Linked DNA regions of Sus scrofa: region 2 is linked to region 1. A link is a contact called in public Hi-C data. All regions are on one chromosome and are shown on one strand. Each heading gives the region's core, a stretch centred on a gene start, on an enhancer-like site or on the middle of the called end of the contact. The rest is flanking DNA. Distances are from core to core; before and after follow the strand shown. Region 1 holds the start of SMIM12 (small integral membrane protein 12). Region 2 holds the start of ZMYM1 (zinc finger MYM-type protein 1).

The links. Hi-C and Micro-C count contacts between places; a contact is called where the count stands out from the background.
Region 2: a contact with region 1 is called in a Hi-C map of alveolar macrophages, with 2.5 times the contacts expected there. The contact joins the promoter of ZMYM1 here to the promoter of SMIM12 in region 1. A contact is called at or near these places in 5 of 47 Hi-C or Micro-C datasets (alveolar macrophages, embryonic fibroblasts, epiblast stem cells and 1 more) and 1 of 2 datasets of contacts at active chromatin or transcription factors (alveolar macrophages).

What each region holds. Positions count from the first base shown.
Region 1 is chr6:91,112,394-91,115,024 of Sscrofa11.1, reverse strand. SMIM12 (small integral membrane protein 12) reads left to right here and starts at 1,339. Exons shown (of 2, transcript XM_003362205.4): 1 at 1,339-1,540.
Region 2 is chr6:91,310,852-91,313,482 of Sscrofa11.1, reverse strand. It overlaps ZMYM1 (zinc finger MYM-type protein 1), which reads right to left and starts at 1,329. Exons shown (of 11, transcript XM_021095889.1): 1 at 1,172-1,329.

The DNA.
Region 1 (2,631 bases), core at 90-2,589:
TGCACTCTAGGAGGCTTCCTACCAAGGTGTCCCTAAAGCTTGAAAAAAAAAGCCAGAGCTACTTTGTATTAAAAAAAAAAAAAAAAAAAAAAAAAAAAAAAAAAAAAGGTGGTTGGCGTTTCCTTGTAGTGGGTTAAGGATCTGGTGTTGTCACTGCAGCAGCTGGCTCCGGTCACTGCTGTGACAAGGGTTCTATCTCTGGCTAGAGAACTTCCACATGGCACTGGCGTGGAAGAAGCTCTTAAAGATTAAGAAGCATAAATAAATAAATAAATAAATAAATAAATAAATAAATAAATAAATGTGGGAAGGGGGCTCCAGGTAGATGAGAAAGCATAACTAAGGGCACAGAGATATAAAGCAGTTTGGTCCACATGGGGAAGTAGAAGGGGTTTAGCATGTGTTAGGAAAGACAGATAAGCCTGGCTGAGACTAGTGGAATAAGGATGGAACAGCAGGGCTAGGTGTGCAGGGATGGGGGGGTGGGCATTACGGAACTAAGCTTTGGTGTTATTTTCTATAAAAACAGACATCTGTACAAGGTGCAGTGGGGACACAGAGGAGAGAGTGAATACTTGTACCTGAGAGGTCAGGTAAAACTTAGGTTTTACTATATTTCAATTATTTGTATACTAACAGTAGTATCATTTATTTCCCTGCTTGCTACGTGCTGGCTCAGCACTTTGCATACATTATCTCACCTAACTCTCACAACATCCTTGAAATAGGTGTTATTACCTTTATGCATAAAAGGGAAAGGAGGGGAGTTCCCTTCGTTGCTCAGTGGTTAACGAATCCGACTAGGAACCATGAGGTTGCGGGTTCGATCCCTGGCCCTGCTCAGTGGGTTAAGGATCTGGCGTTGCAGTGAGCTGTGGTGTAGGTTGCAGACGTGGCTCGGATCCCGGATCCTGCGTTGCCATGGCTCTGGTATAGGCCAGTGGCTACAGCTCCGATTAGACCCCTAGCCTGGGAACCTCCATATACCTCAGAATCGGCCCTAGAAAAGGCAAAAAAGACAAAAATAAATAAACAAATAATTAATTAAATAAAAGGGAAAGGAGTCTCAGATTAACAATGTTCCCAAGGTCACATGGCTAGAAAACTGGACTAAATCAGAAGAATTCTTAAAAGTTCTGCATTATACTCTGCTGAGACCTTCTTGAGGCCAAGGGTTATGTCTTTTATTTTTCTGTGCCCAGACCTAGGGCTTAGAAGACGCCTAATAAACATCCGTTGAATACAAGGAGGCATGACCTTCCACTTTCTCCGCGCGAAAGCCCGTGGTGACGTCACTGTGAAACCTCCCAGCCGGTAGGGGGCGCTGTATCCATTTCAGCTCAGCGCGGCCCGCGGCGTAGCCTAGCTTTCCCGGTCCTTTGGCTGGAGTTCAGCCAATCCCGGCGCTCCGAGGGAGCCGGCGCCGGTGAGCGGGGTCCCGGGGCGAGGCCCCGCGGGTTCCTGGGATTGGCGACGTTGGTGCTCCCGGCGCGCCAGTGGAGGGCGGGAGCCCGACGGAGGAGTGTGGGCTGCGGGGCAGGTAAGCGAGCGTCCCGGCGGGCAGTCCTTCCCCCGTGAGCTGTTGCAGGGCCGCTTGTTGCTATGACGACGGCTCCTGGCCTTGATCTCTGAGTTAGGGGAGGGGTGATGGCGAGCGTCAGCTCCGGCCCTGGCCAGGCCTAACGGCTCCCTCTCTTCCTGGGGCTCAGCGTCGGAGTCTCAGCGCCCTGCAGACACGGAGGCTGGGGCTTCTTGGCCTCAGGCACGTGAGTGAAGAAGGACGCTGACGAGGCCGTCAGTCTGGTGGGATCGGCGCAGGGGCCCGGGAACCCAGAGGAAGGAGGAGGACAGACCCTTGAACCCTGACCTCTTTGTGTTTTCATACCTGCTTTGGGTGCGAGTGACCGTCAGGATTAATTCTACCCACTCATGTCTCCCCTCCTCTCCCCTGCATTCCTCAAATTTCGGACTGCGGCTTCGCGTCTCACTGGGCCTCCGGACTCCCGCACAAGAGCGGGTTTCCCGGCAACCCGTTTGACCTTTCCCGGACACTCAGGCTCCCTCCGTGCGGGGCTGGAACTGTGCGTCACGGTGTTTACCAGACAGTTGCTTCTTTAGTTTTGATAATCTGGGGATGACTTGTTAGAGTATTTAGTCTCATGTAATCAGCAAAGATACCAGTTGTGTATTCCTGCCGCCTTTTGAAAGCGGGTGGATGGATGACTACTGTGGTTTTAAACTAATGAGTTGCTTGAGCTCTCATTCATTCGACACACTTTTTGACACTTAGTGCCAGGAGGGGTGGGAGCGGTGGGGGATGGATAGGGCACAGTGGGGACGCACAAACCTGAGCCTTGCCCTCTTGGAGCGTGAAGAGAAATAGGAATAAATGGGGTAGGCCGGCTCACTGTGTGACACAGAGAAAGTGGTTATAAGTGTTGAATAAATGAGTAGATTAATTTATTTGGGAATGATTAGAATGTGAACAGTAGACAGAGGTAGAGCTTGTACTGCACATGAGATATAATATTAGTTGTGGACTCATGCTTCATATGTTTTAAGACAAATTGGAAATCTGAATGGAGAGTGGCTGTTGAGGGAAAGTGTTTGCTAGAAGAGAACTTGTTTACA
Region 2 (2,631 bases), core at 80-2,579, 200 kb before region 1:
CTAGGGGTCGAATGGAAGCTGCAGCTGCTTTATAGCAATGTCAACACCAGATCTGAGGCTCATCTGTGACCTATGCCACTGCAGCAGCACCAGATCCTCTGAGTCCAGGGATAGAACTGCATCCTCAAAGACACCATGTTGGGTTCTTAACCTGCTGAGCCACAAGGTAAACTCCCTTGAGCTGGGTTTTAAAGTAGGGGTCTGGAGTTTCCCAGTGGCTCAGCAGGTTAAGGATCCAGCGTTGTCACTGCTGCGGCTGGCTGGGGTCGCTGCTGTGGGGAGGGTTTGATCCCTGACAGGAGAACTTTGGCATGTGTGGGAGCTGTCAAAAACAAACAAGCACCACCATAAAGGAGCTGTCTATGAAACAATGATGGGGGATAGTCAAGGTATAGGGATAGCTTGTGGAAAAACACAAACATATGAGAATTTTAAGAAATGAAGTTATTGTTGAAGATAAAGTAAGCGTGATAGTGGAAGGAAATTAAGTTAGAAAAGCATGGGTCATATCGGGAAGATCCCTGAACACCAAAAACCTTGAACTTAATTTTGTACATAGAAACTTTTGGCGTTAAGGAATCATTTCATTTGTATTTTTTTTTAATCTAAAAATTTATTTAATGCTCTTGCCTCAACCTAAGAGTTAAATGGGCAAAGTGTTGATTCCCGCTTCCATCACGGTTAAGAGTAATACAGTTCTTGCACCTTCATCTAATCCCCATTTCAAATCAGAATACAGCACGAGCCAAGATTTTAAAGTAATTAAAAATAAAAAAAACTTCTTTTGGCTCAGATCCTGTTACAACTCTACTTGCAAAAGGAGTTCCACGATTTTTTTAAGTTTGAAAAAAAATCATTCATTGCTTAACGAAGGAGAGCCACAGGTGTGATCAAATGTATGCTTTAGAAGCGGAAGCCGAGGAGGGAGACCAAAGGCTGAAATCCCAGTTACACCGCAGGAGCAGCAGGCGGCCGGCGAGAAACGTTGGAAGCTGTAGACCACGACACCCTACTCGGAGCGCAACGTGAAAGGAGACGACAAACACGACCCGGCGGCGTGACCCTGAACGCCCACCCCCATAAGGCGACATCCACACGCAGGCCGGGTCCCCAGAACCCGGGCCTCCCGGACACTTCATCCTCCCTCCGACTGGCGAAACTCTCCACCTACCTCGGGTAAAGCACAGGACTAAAGACCAACGCCACAGCCGCTCAAGGAGGTTCACAAGTTTCGCTGAAGGACGTTCACCGCGCCAGGATTCTCAAAGAAACTGCGACGCGAAATGGTCACACAGACCCCACCCCCTTCCCGTAGTGCTTTGCGGCCGAGCCTGCGCAGTGCACTCCGCTGGGCTTGGCTCCTGCTCCAGCAGTCGAAAAAGGAGGCTTTGGGACTAGAAAAGGGGTGGGAGAGGGGCGGGTTGGACTGGGCGGATAGGCGCTTAGCTATTAGCCCTTGAAGCCTTGTCTAGATGGCAGTCAAATTTAGCTAGAGCAGCAGCCGACGTTGACTTAGATAGAGCTCAGGAGAGGCAATTACATTTACTGAATTCGAGATATGGCTCTGTTGGCAACTTCGGTAACATACCAATTTCTTCACCAATTATCTCGGGATAATTATAGTGCCTACAGTATAAACTTGCGAAGATTAGGAAGATAATGGTTAGGAGTTCCCGCCAGTTCCTGGCATGGCGGGTTAAGGATGTCACCTTGCTGCACGTGGCTTGAATTCAGTCCCTAGCCCAAGAACTTCCACATGCCTTTGAGTGTGTCCAAAAAAAGAAAAGGCAATGGTTAGTAAAGTGCCAGGTATAGAGTATATTCCCACCAAAAAGAATTAATCTGCAGAGATAATGATAGGGATAGAATAGGATAGTTACACAGGTAGTTGTAGAAGTCCCACTAGGGGATTATATATAGGGAAAACTAAGGAACTTTGGGAGATCACTGTAAGTTAATAATTACTCAGGAAAGCCATCAGAATGTGGTGGAATGAAGCAGGTGTGCTTACCTATAAAACCATAAATAGAAGCATGATAAAGATGAAATGGGACCTACATTCAAGTTCAGCAAAAATAATGATCCTTAGGCTCAAGGACAGGAATTTAAGCTAAGGATGATATTCCAAAATAGGAGACCCTCATTATACAGAAACCTGAGATGATTCAACATATTTTAGTTTATGTTAGGTCCCTTCTGCTGATTTGAATAAGCACCACGAAAATCCTAGTTTGATCTCATAGGGTCAAATACTCTCTTACCTGATACAAAGGAGGAGCTAATGCTGTAAGCCTGAAAAATAAGGAAGAAGGAGGTCTTCTTCCCCTCCCCACTTTCCTTGGATTGTAATCTGATCCTAATCCTCAGGACAGAACCACCCCATCTGCCTGCTTGTATCCCTCACTGTCCTAGCCCAAGCTAGGGGTCCAATCAGAGCTACAGCAGCAGCAACACCAGATCCGAGCCACTTCTGCGACCTGCACCACAGCTTAAGGCTGTGCCAGATCCTTAACCCACTGAGCGAGGCCAGGGATAGAACCCGCAACCTCATGGTTCCTAGTCAGATTCATTTCTGCTGAGCCACGAAGGGAACTCCTCATGTCCTATTTTATATATCCATTTCTTTCCTAT